Regions from separate parts of the Mus musculus genome. Here region 1 is linked to region 2. Evidence: chromatin contacts called from public HiChIP or PLAC-seq data. All regions are on one chromosome and are shown on one strand. The core of a region is the stretch at or near the end of the contact, and the rest is flanking DNA. Distances in the headings are between cores, read along the strand shown.

Evidence for each region. HiChIP or PLAC-seq counts read pairs in DNA pulled down with a chosen protein or histone mark.
Region 1: an H3K4me3 HiChIP or PLAC-seq map of forebrain shows a contact between it and region 2, with 28 times the contacts expected there. The contact joins the promoter of Grin2b here to the enhancer-like site in region 2. A contact is called at or near these places in 3 of 39 promoter capture datasets (cranial neural crest, hippocampal neurons and liver), 5 of 484 Hi-C or Micro-C datasets (cerebral cortex, cortical neurons, palatal mesenchyme and 1 more) and 6 of 115 datasets of contacts at active chromatin or transcription factors (SST interneurons, astrocytes, embryonic forebrain and 3 more).

Annotation. Positions count from the first base shown.
Region 1 is chr6:136,171,990-136,177,561 of GRCm38.p6, reverse strand. Grin2b (glutamate receptor, ionotropic, NMDA2B (epsilon 2)) reads left to right here and starts at 4,017. Exons shown (of 15, transcript NM_001363750.1): 1 at 4,017-4,089; 2 at 4,625-4,697. Gm26653 (a long non-coding RNA gene) reads right to left here and starts at 4,534. Exons shown (of 3, transcript XR_378074.4): 1 at 4,453-4,534; 2 at 3,588-3,708; 3 at 1,852-3,062.
Region 2 is chr6:135,084,604-135,090,258 of GRCm38.p6, reverse strand. It overlaps Gprc5a (G protein-coupled receptor, family C, group 5, member A), which reads right to left. Exons shown (of 4, transcript NM_181444.5): 4 at 5,550-5,655. Among named protein-coding and RNA genes, the nearest start is that of Gprc5a, 22 kb to the right of the region's middle. Within about 2 kb of position 2,253, at least 105 of the 459 cell types and tissues checked have an H3K27ac peak or open chromatin away from gene starts, as enhancers often do. A contact at or near this core is called in astrocytes, cerebral cortex, cortical neurons and 4 more, where this site is marked.

The DNA of each region.
Region 1 (5,572 bases), core at 2,768-5,267, 1.1 Mb before region 2:
AGTGCTGGGACTAAAGGCATGCACCACCTCCTTCCAATAGCTATATATTCACTTATCAAAGAACCAAGAGAAGACGCGTGGAAATTAGTGAAATCGAAAACAAAAAGAGTTCAGCCAAAGCCGAACACCGACATCAGCAGAAATTAGTCTGAGAGAGGGAGCCAGTGCAGCCCTCCTCCAGCTCCCCCCAGCACAGATCATATAAACCTGGAGTTCTCTTAGAAGAGAGAGAACTTTGAATAGAAATAATGAGCAGACTGCAGCATTATTGGATAATCTAATTAATGAAGGGGAGTGACTCATACGGACACCTAGGAAGAAAGATTGCAATTCTTCTGTCTGATGCTGCCGCTGATAATGTCAAACCGAAAACTCATCGGAAACTAGTCAGTTTCATCGTTTCTAGGACAATTCAAGGTTAGTTCAGGAAAGTTGAAACTCTTAAAACATTGCAGCTACAGGAAAGTGAAATTTGATGATCCTTTTTCTCCCCCAACCTTGGCAAGTCCCAAAACTGTATATTCCATGTCTAGCAATAAGAAAGCCATTATTCTAAATTATCTCAAAAGTGAAAAACAGCACCAACTTTCTGTTATTTTGATTACTTTCATGGGCATGTCACTTTAAATCATTATGTAAAGAGATGCTCCAAGATATGTATTTTAAACACGGAAGCAAGTATTACAGAGGTGTCAGGCACTTTCCTCACAAGCATTGTTATTTAAATTTTTTGTTTCATAACATTTATGAATATTAAAGAGTTTTAAATTGTGATTTATTTCTACATTTTAAGTATTTACATTCATACCATAAAAAAAACAAAAACAAAAACAAAAAAACCAAAAACCTTTCTCTTAAACAGGCAATCTAAACTGTATACACTCCAGGCCTATCTTTTGTTACAACTGTCTGATATGAAAGGCATTGCCATATCTGTATGGTCTGTATATATCTATAGTCCTGTAAGGTGTGTAATGGTATGCACGTATCTATAGTTCTGTAATGTGCTTTATGTCTGCCTATTGGGTTAAGAACAAATGTTTGCAGCCTCTCTCATATCTTCTTTTTAGGTCCAGCCAGCTGGCAGAATACTTTCAGCTATGTCCTTAGCAGCCTGAGGCAAGAGCTTTTCCTCAATAAAGAAGGCTTCAAAGTACAGGCCGCCATCTTCTCTTGTTAGAATACCACCTTCTGTGCCTGGCTGGGGATAAGCAAATATATTCTCTGCAAAACAGAGAAATAACATTACAAATTCATGAGTCCTGGGGGGTCCCTGAGGTCGTTCTTTGGAAAGTTTGTGGATTTTTGTGAGAAGCCCAAATGTGGGTGGGTGGAGCCTGGCTGGGTGGAGATTCCAGTTAGTCAGGACACCAAGCTCAGAGAAGGTTTTCCTGAGCTACGTGAGTGTATGTGGGTTCAAGTGCAGCCTGGGTGACATAGTGAGACTGTTTCAAAATAAAAAGTAGGAATGGGGCTTGGGATATAGCCTAGTGCTGGGGCACTTGCCCAGCATGTGAAGAGCCCTGGGCTCAACTCAGTCCCAAAAGAAAAGGGAAGAAATAAGAGGTGGGTGTCACAAGTCTGAGAATCAGGGAGAGAAGCCCTCGGGTCCAGGGAATGTATGCCGTGGAGGAAGGATAGCACTTCTCATTTAGCTCTGTGCTTCCTAAGATGTCTTAGTCCTGTCATCAGAACAACTAAGCAGGTCAGAAGCCTCAGAAAAACCCAAGAATCACTGAGTCCATGAAAGAGTGGGCAGGGAGGCCTGGGGATGTTACCAAGTACTGTATACTCATGTAAGAAATTCTCAGAAAAAATAATTTCATACAAGGAACTAAGCAGCTGGTTGGGAAGACAGGAAAGACACTGAAGGATACAATTCTCCATTGAGTTTCATGAAATTGCCTTTTTATTATAGGTCAATAATGGTTCCTTTGTGTGATTGAGACTATCATGATTGAATTGCCAATAGTACTGTATGGCATAACGCAGATGGCTCAGGGATGTTTTTTTTTTTTTCTTCTGACTGGTCAGCTCTTTCTCCACCGTGCTGATGTTAATATGTTACATACCGGGATGATCTACGCACGAGATATCTTTCAGTCACTGTGAAAGTCAGCGGAGTGAACCATGCTCTGCATCTCTACACAGAACAGGTAGACTCGGAGAGTGAGATGGCCAGATGCCACCTCTCACTATCAAATCCTTGAAATGCTTACAGAAATCAATTCAGGCTTGGATGATGAAAACGACCTGGAATTAGACTCCCAAAGGAGAGCACCGTGGACTGCGCCACGGGCAGAGGAGATGTGTGTTCCTTCTTTGCTCTCTGCTAGGGAAAGTGGATAGACTGAAATGGAAATGTTAGGTTTGGGCAACAGGAGAAATGAAAACAAATAAGAGTAGTATGCAAGTTTTGGAAAAGGGCATCGGGAGGGAAGGGTGGCCCACGAGGTGAAACGTAAAAGATAGCCATATTTAGAATAGTAGGTTACCAGTCAACCCACAAGGGTGCCTAAGTGGGTGTAGATCTCATTTCAAAAGAAAAAAAGAAAACATTACTGTAAGAGCAAGGGCAGCGTGCTTCACTGTGTCCTGGCTTAGGGCATCTGCCTTTGTTCCAGTCACTAGAACATGCACATGATTGGGTCCAGTCGGCCATTGTGTGCATCCAGCAGAGAGCAGTGACCACATTCCACACTTTCCCAAAGGAGTAGATGCGCAACCTCACTTTGTCTCGGGAAAGAATGGGAATGGTCACAGAGAGGCACACGGTATTGCTTTTGAATACGCGATATTTGTGTTCTCCTCTGTGTGTCGTGAAAACATTAGATGCCAAGAATTAGCCTGACAAAGTTCAGGGAACGGGAAAAAACACTGCTGTGGAGAACCCGCCTGAGGTGTTCCTGGTGCTGACTGGACTAGAGGCCAGTGCGCATTGGCCCGTAGACCGGAGTTCCAGGCTGCTTGGAATGGGACCGATCCCTGTGTGTTCCGGTCACATTCTCCCAGGTTGGTGAGTGAGAAGCCCGTTGTTTTACTGCCATAAAAGTTCACCTCCACTGTAACAGAGACAATGGGTGAGAATAACAAGGATGTATCTACAAGGATATTAATATTGAAGAATAGATAATACTACAAGTGATCACAAGGACTCCCAAAACATAAAACAGCTCAAGAGGGAGAGAAATGGCTGCTATTTTCCGTTTTAGAGAAGCTGGGTTAGTCAGTGCTGTAAAATCATTTCATATGGGAAACATTCGTTTGTCTATCATTTTTGCTTGAGATCTTTAAATAACGCAATCCACTTAAAAAAGAACCCCAAAGTCCTCAAATCTTTCCCAGCAGCCGGAAAATATCACACACACTCACACACACACACATATACACACATACACACATATACACACACACATACACACACATACACACATATACACACACATACACACACACATACACACACACATACACACACACATATACACACATACACACACATACACACATACACACACACACACACACACACACACACACACACACACACACACTGCTGTACAATTCAGCCTTTTAATTACATTTACCTGCTTCCCTATTGTTTAACTGTCAATTTCCTGCACTGAAGACAGATCTCAAGCTCCCTGAAGACAAGAATCCTGTCATCAAGTTGCACTCTGCACCCGGAAAGCAGGTACTAAGCAGAGACTGCTGAATGGAACCAGGGGAGTGGTTTCAGTGTCAGTCTGCAGCATGGCCTTCGGGTTGAGGTGCACAGCCCTGCGCGGTGGTCCAAGGTGGCCACTGTTTCCCCTCTCCCTTAAGCCGCCCCATCTCGCTGCTATTCCTTCTTGCTGCCAGGAGGAGGCACCACGGCCTCGGGTTAAGCTTTTCCCACCCCCTGGCTACCCCACTTCCCCCAGCTCATGACGTGAGAAGCAGCCTCAGCCAAGAGTCTTAGCAGTGGGAGTGAGGGGGTGATGGAGGGGGTTTGGGAGTGGGGAGGGGTGGGGGGTGGAGAGCAAGAGGACGCGCGTGCACACACACCCTGCCTCTTGGGTTTCTCCTCCTGAACCTCCTGTGTGAGAGGTAGGGTGTGTGTGTGTGTGTGTGTGTGTGTGTGTGTGTGTGTGGTGTGCGCGCGCGAGCGCGCGCTTGAGTGGCACGTTCCTGGGTGTGAGACCCAAATCAAGACCAGGACCTTTGATGTCCCCGCCCTCCCCGCGTCGCCGGTGATTAATACCCATTTTTCTTACTCTCCCCCTCCTCCCCTGCTCTTCCTCTCCTGCTGCCGAACGCTTGACTTGCCCCCGCCCGCTTCCCCTCCCCCGGCTCCCATCACCACCAACTGGAATCTGGGCTCTCTTGCCTCTCCACTCCCCCCCCCCCTTTTTGAGAAAGGAAGGTCCTCCCCCACCCCCTTTCCAGCACCACTTCCTTGGGTTCCTTCACCTCTAGGAAATCTCGGGGCTTGGCTCTATGGAGAAGCGCTTCTCGGGTCAAGCTGCCTTTCTATCCCCGGCATCCAGCGGAGCTGGCATCCGAATACATTTCCTTCTGCTCTGCAAAGAGTCGTAGTGAACTTCCCAACCCAGGAGACTGATCCATTTATCCTGCTTTGCAGGAAAGAAAACGTCTCAAACCCTCGACACCCGCCACCCCTCTCCGGAGACTGCCACCTCGGAGGTGCAGAACCGGTACGTAAATGCCCGCTTTGGAGTCTCAATTTTGAGGGTTTGGAGAAATCAGGCAGATAAAGGCTCGAAGCCTTGGCACTGCTAACCAACCTGGTATTGGGTACAGCTTTCCAATCCAGCAGCACCGGGCACTTGCTATTTTGGATGGTTTTTTATTTTTCCTTTTAAACAAAAGGATATTTTTGGGGAGGGGGAAGGGGACAGGACTGCCTTTGGTCTTTCTGAGGTGGTTAATCCCTTCTAGGGGAGAGGCTGGGCAGCGGTGCCAGAGGCGGGAGCCACGCGCTGCGACCCTCCAGTCCAATCCTCTGGCTGCAGGTGCAGCCCGGTGCGCTGCACATCAGCGCGCCGGCGGCGTGAGTGTGCGCGGGGGTGAGTGTGAGTGCGCGCGGGGGCGCGTGCGCGTCGGGGGCGTGTGTACGCGCGTGTCAGTGTGCCCCATCCAAGAAATGCCCAGTGTGCGGCCGGTGCACAATCAGAACCCATTGAGCACGAGCCCGGGGTGGGAGGAGGCTCCGCTGCTGGAGGAGATGAGGAGAGCGAGCCAGACGTGTCAGCAGCATTGCAGATGGGGCTGGGGGCCGCACTCACTGGCGAGTTAAGTGGGGATGGTGTGCGTGCATGCGCGCGCGCGCGCGTGTGTGTGAGTGTGAACTGCTGTGTGGAGCCTCCTCTCCCTGCCTTCCTCCTTGCTTTCCACTTCCCTCTTCCCTCTCTTCCATTCAGGTTGGCTTTTCTCACCTTTCATCCATGCCTGTCCCAGGAACGGCATAGGCAGACCTTTTCGGAATTATTTATAGATTGGTGCCAGCTGTTTTCAATTCCTCTGGTGTGTACTCTGTGGGAAATGCAGGGTTTCCTCCCCCTTTCCTTAT
Region 2 (5,655 bases), core at 1,004-3,503:
TAGATAGATAGATAGACAGACAGACGAACGAACGAACGAACGAACGAACGAATAAGAAAGTTTCCAAGGTCAGGTGAATGTCCCTTAAAGGAGACATAACTTCCCACAGAGAGAGAATCAGCACTGGGCGCTGGCTTACACTGCACAGAGGCTTCAGGCCTGCGGGAACTTTGTGTCGTCGTCCCCCCACCCCCACCCCACCCCCATCTCACGGGCTGCAGCTTGAGGGAAAGCTTTTCTTCTTGTCTGGAGCGCCCTCACCTGACAGCTGACTCAAGGCTGGGAGATGGAGGACAAATCAGAAAGGCAGTTCCCACCAGTGCCTCCCTGCGGCTTCCATGCCAGACAGGGCGAGAAGACCAGGAGAGAGGCCAGGAGAGGGCTCCTGATTTGAAGAAGGAGAATCAGAGGAATCCTGAAAATATGGGTGATCATACTCAGGCTTTGTTTCTTTGACCAAATGCTCCCTTTAAAAACAGTTGTAGAATTGATCAGGGATTGACAGCAGAGAGAGCCAAGAACCAGCGATACAATCCTTACTGTATCTGCTCCATCGTGCTTCCCTGAGTTTCCTGTTAAATGAAGGCTGCAGAGACACCAACCAGACAGTCTCTGCGACCTCCTTAAACCACAGAGTTTTAGGTCCAGAGATGTTCCTCTCCAAGGAATGGGCAACTCTGTAGGTATTTGGGGAGTTGCAGGGTCAGGCACCAGTGACTTGCTACCCAAACCCAGCCATCTATGGAACATCAGCAGAATCCAGGGAGGCCAAAGCATTATCTGCCCTGAAGACAAAGGGTTCTAGAGCCAGACATGCAGATGCAGGCCTGTAAGGGATACCTGGGAGGCCGGAACAGGAGTCCTGAGAGTGAAAGGCCAGCCTGGGATATGTAGTACCAGGCTAGCCTGGGATACAGCATCAAACCCTGCCTCACACCTGGCTCAGTAAGTAAGTATGCTTGCTATGCAAGCATGAGAACTTATGTTCAAATACCCAAGACCCAAGTAAAACATTGTGGTTACACATGTACCTGTAGCCTCTGCCTTGTCAGGGAAGATCGCCAGGGCTTGCTAGCCTAGCTCTAGCTACAGTGAGAGACCCTGTCTCCAAGAAATAAGGCAGAGGGTGATAGAACAGAAACACTCAGTGTCTCCTTCTGACCTCCATACATGCATATAGGTAGAGGTTCACACACACACACACACACACACATTCCAAAAGCAAGCCAGACATGGTGCTATATACACCTGTGGTCCTACTTCTTGGGAGGCGGAGGTAGAAGGACCTTGCCTACAAAGTGACTTTGAGGCTAACACAAGCTATATAAGATCCTGTCAGAGAGAGGGGGGGGGGGCTCAAGAGCTAAGAACACTGGCTATTCTCACAGAAGACCTGAGTTCCGTTCCCAGCATTCACAAGGCAGCTTACAACTGGTTGTAATTCACCCCTAAAGGACCGGTCCCTTTCTTTCCCTGAGGGCATACATGTGATACACGTACACAGATAAAAGCACGCATATAATAAAACCTTTCATGTAAAAGAAGGAAAAGAAAAGGAAACAGGCAATAGCTCAGCAGGGAGAGATGCAAGTCTGGGCCTGACTTCAGTCTCTAGAACCTGTGTGGTGGGAAGAGAGAAGTGACCTCTACACACATGCACAGGAACCCACACATAATTAATTAATTAGTTAATTAATTGATTGATTAATTAATTGATTGATTAATTAATTAGTTAAAATGTTTAACACACAAAGACAGCAACCTACAAGCTAAAGTCCAGATTCCCCGGTGCTCAGAGGTAAACAGTTAGGATTTTCTGAAGCAACGCTCCATTTGAGGCTGAGGCTGGGATATCAGTGACCATGCAAAACCCTGGCAGCAACAAAAGAAAGTAGTCAGGAAATCAAAAAAGCCCAACAGGGCATTCAGTGCTCAGCAACAGTAAGCCCAGAACGGAAGGAAACACGGAGCGAGTGGGAGGGCGGAGGGGGCTCCTGGATCTCCAGGGCCAGCTTGTACTTCTGGTTTTGACCGAGAGCCAATGTTCTCACCACATAAATACCAGATGACATTCATAAGATCAGTCCGTGAGACGTTACATGTAATGATGCCAGGTTGCGTGCAAACGGGCTGGGAAACCTTGGAGAAGTTCACACACAAAAAAAATAAGGGCAAAGGAGACGGGAAGTGGCTTTAAAGGTTAGGGGAAGGGGCAGCTCTGAGGCACGCCTCCCTCGGTCCTGCTCACAATCTTGTGCCCTCAACCAGAATGGGGCCTTAAGCCAGGAGATGCTGTATTTAGGCTCCCCAGGGTTGAACGCTGAGGTCTTCCTGCCATCTAGTGGAGAAGCCGGGTATGGCAACTTTGGTTCGGAAAGGTGGGACCCTAAGTCTATTTCACACGTGATTAAAAAAAAGAGAGAAGGCTGCTGGGCTTGCGCATTGATTCATCATTAACCGTTTAGTTCAAAGAGTGGCACTTTGCCTCCAGACATCAATCAACTGACACTGGCCAAGGGCCAGCCTGGACTGAGTCTTCGCATTCTACTTTCCTATGGGCGGAGATGAGATTGAAGTCCTCTTCCGTATAGTAATTCTCAAACGTGGAACTTCTAGCCCTTGACGCAAAGAGCTTATAAATGAACAGAAGTGACAACGGGCCATGGGAAAGACCAGCACTTTGCAGAGGCAGTCTTCTGTTACCAGAAAGGGCACGCACTCAGAATGTTGTGACCATCTTTCCACTTGGGGGACCATTTAATCTCTTGGCCAAAGCTCTCCAGAGACAGAGATGGTGCCATTCCCAGGTCCTCCTCGGTGTCTCAACAGCCATAGGTATAGAAACCCTGGCAACGGGCTGGTGAGATGGCTCAGTGGGTTAGAGCACCCGACTGCTCTTCCGAAGGTCCAGAGTTCAAATCCCAGCAACCACATGGTGGCTCACAACCATCCGTAACGAGATCTGACTCCCTCTTCTGGTGTGTCTGAAGACAGCTACAGTGTACTTACATATAATAAATAAATAAATCTTAAAAAAAAAAGAAAAAAAAAAAAAGAAAGAAACCCTGGCAAGGCTCCTCCCTTAACGACAAGATGGGCCCAGAACATTCTATGCCCTTCAGGGGAGGTGGGAGCAGAATGGCCATACCAGCCTCAGCTTCATAGGGTTGGAGGCCACCCTAGGCTCCATGAGACTTTGTCTCAAGAGACATACCTTTAGTCCCAGAGTTCAGGAGACAGAGGCAAGCATATCCCCTTGAGTTTGAGGCCCCCATACAGAGCTAAACACTATCCCCAAAAAGGAGGAGCAGGTAGCAGGTCTTCAGTCTCCTTATCCAGAGGTAATCTGATACCTTCCAGTGAAGAACGAAGAACGGAAGACCTAAGAGCCCGGAAGTTGCTAGTCACGATGACCTTAATTCCCAGTTAGCAGACTGAGGCAGGATGGCCACAAGCCAACGTGGGCTACATGGTGAATTCCAAGTCATCTTGGGCCAGAGAGAGAGAGGAATACACAAGCCTTGCAGGGTCTGTCTCTCTGTCTCTGTCTGTCTCTCTCTGTCTCTGTCTCTGTCTCTGTCTCTCTCTCTCTCTCACACACACACACACACACATACACACACACATCTATCTGCAGTCCTGCTAGGCACACCAACTCCATACAAACTCAGACACAATCCAAAACGCTTCAGGAGGCTACGTGCTTGGCCTGCCCTGGTGGATGGTGCACATAGAGTCATAAGGTCAGAAGCTTCTCCCATGGCTAGCCTGTAGATCTCATCTGTATCCTTTGCAGCAGCCTTTATAACAAATGCAGAGACATTTCCCCGACTCCTGGGAGTCAGTCCTGACAGGAAAGGGTGAGAACACCCAGTTTATAGCAGAGAAATTAGAAACACAGATCTAGCACCCAGGGACCAGACTGATAAACAAGTGATGGTGATCCGTTTGGAATTCTGGGCTCTCTCAATCCATGGGATGTGATATTGTCTCCAGGTAGATGGTGTAAGATTTGAGTTAAATCACAGGTCACTTCCCGGGCTTCCACTGTGATACTGCTGGCTTGATGGTGCAGAGGAAGATCCACACCTTTTGAATTCAGAGCTCCATTGTGTTGATTTTTGTGTTGTGAGATTAAAACATGAATATACATTTAGTGAGGAGTCATGGCACAGGGTCCTTACACTGTAGCCTAAGCTGGGTCTTAAAATCATGGTAGTCTCCCTACCTCAGCCTCCAGAGCATTAGAAAAGTGAGAGCCACCATGCCTGGCTAGGAACATCATGTGTTTAAATACTTGGCCATAGGGAGTGGCACTATTAGGAGGTGTGGCCCTGTTGCAGTAAGCAAGGCCTTGGAGGAAGTGTTTTGCTGTGGGGGTAGGCTTTGAAGTCACCTATGCTCAAGCTACAGCCAGTGTGGCAGACCATCTCCTGCTGCCTCCGGATGGAGATGTAAAACTCTCAGCTTGTTCTCCAGCACCATGTCTGCCTGCACACTGCCATGTTTCTCTGCCATGATAATAATTGATTGAATCTGGGCTGGTGAGATGGCTCAGTGGGTAAGAGCACCCGGTTGCTCTTCCGAAGGTCCAGAGTTCAAATCCCAGCAACCACATGGTGGCTCACAACCATCCCCAACAAGATCTGACTCCCTCTTCTGGAGTGTCTGAAGACAGCTACAGTGTACTTACATATATTAATAAAATAAATCTTTAAAAAAAAAATAATTGATTGAATCTCTGAAACCATAAGCCAGCCCCAATTACATGTCTGCCTTTGTCAGAGTTGCCTTGGTGACAGCATTCTTCATTCTTCACAGCAATGAAGCCCCAACTAAGACTATATATATAATTTTTTTTTCCTCACAAGAAACCCCACTGGGTTCTTGAGAAAGACTAGGCGAGTCTAGAAGGACTTACCTCAGGAATCTGCTCTCGCTCCACTATGCAGATCCGGAGATTGAATTCAGGTTCTCACCAACTCTGTCATTCTGTCTTCAATCAGTAAAAAAAAAAAAAAAAAACAACCAGGCAAATGAAAGTGCAGCCTGCCAGCCTTTATGAGCTATCAATACCCGAGCTGTGAATACCCACACTTCTTCACAGCCCTAACTCGCTTTTCTGTGGCTTTGTTTGTTTTTATTGTTGTTGTTGTTGAGACAAAGTCTTACTCTGTAGTTCAGACTGGCCTCAGAAATCATGGCAATCCTCCTGCCTCAGCAGGAGATTACAGGTAAGCCACGCTGCCAGTTCTCTGGCCCGGTCTCCCTGTGTAGAACAGACTAGCCTCAAACTCACAGAAATCTACCTGTCTCTTTAAGGAGCAAGTCCCTAACTAAGCTCACACTTGCGTGTCGTGCTATGGCTAAGTATGAGAATCCTAGTTTCTCCATAGCACAGAGACTCCTAATCCTCTGCCCGGCAGAGTTTGTGAAGTTATTCCCTGGCCTCCCCGCAGCATGTGCAAACTCATACCCACAAAATCTTTAAATCATATTTTTTTCAAGAAAATAAATAAATAAATAAATAAATAAATAAATAAATAACATTTAGATTTTAAAAATAGTTGTGACCACATCTTTATTGCATACCCAGGTGAATAACTTACCACATAACAAATACATCCCATCCCAAGAATAGACACGTAGGGAGGT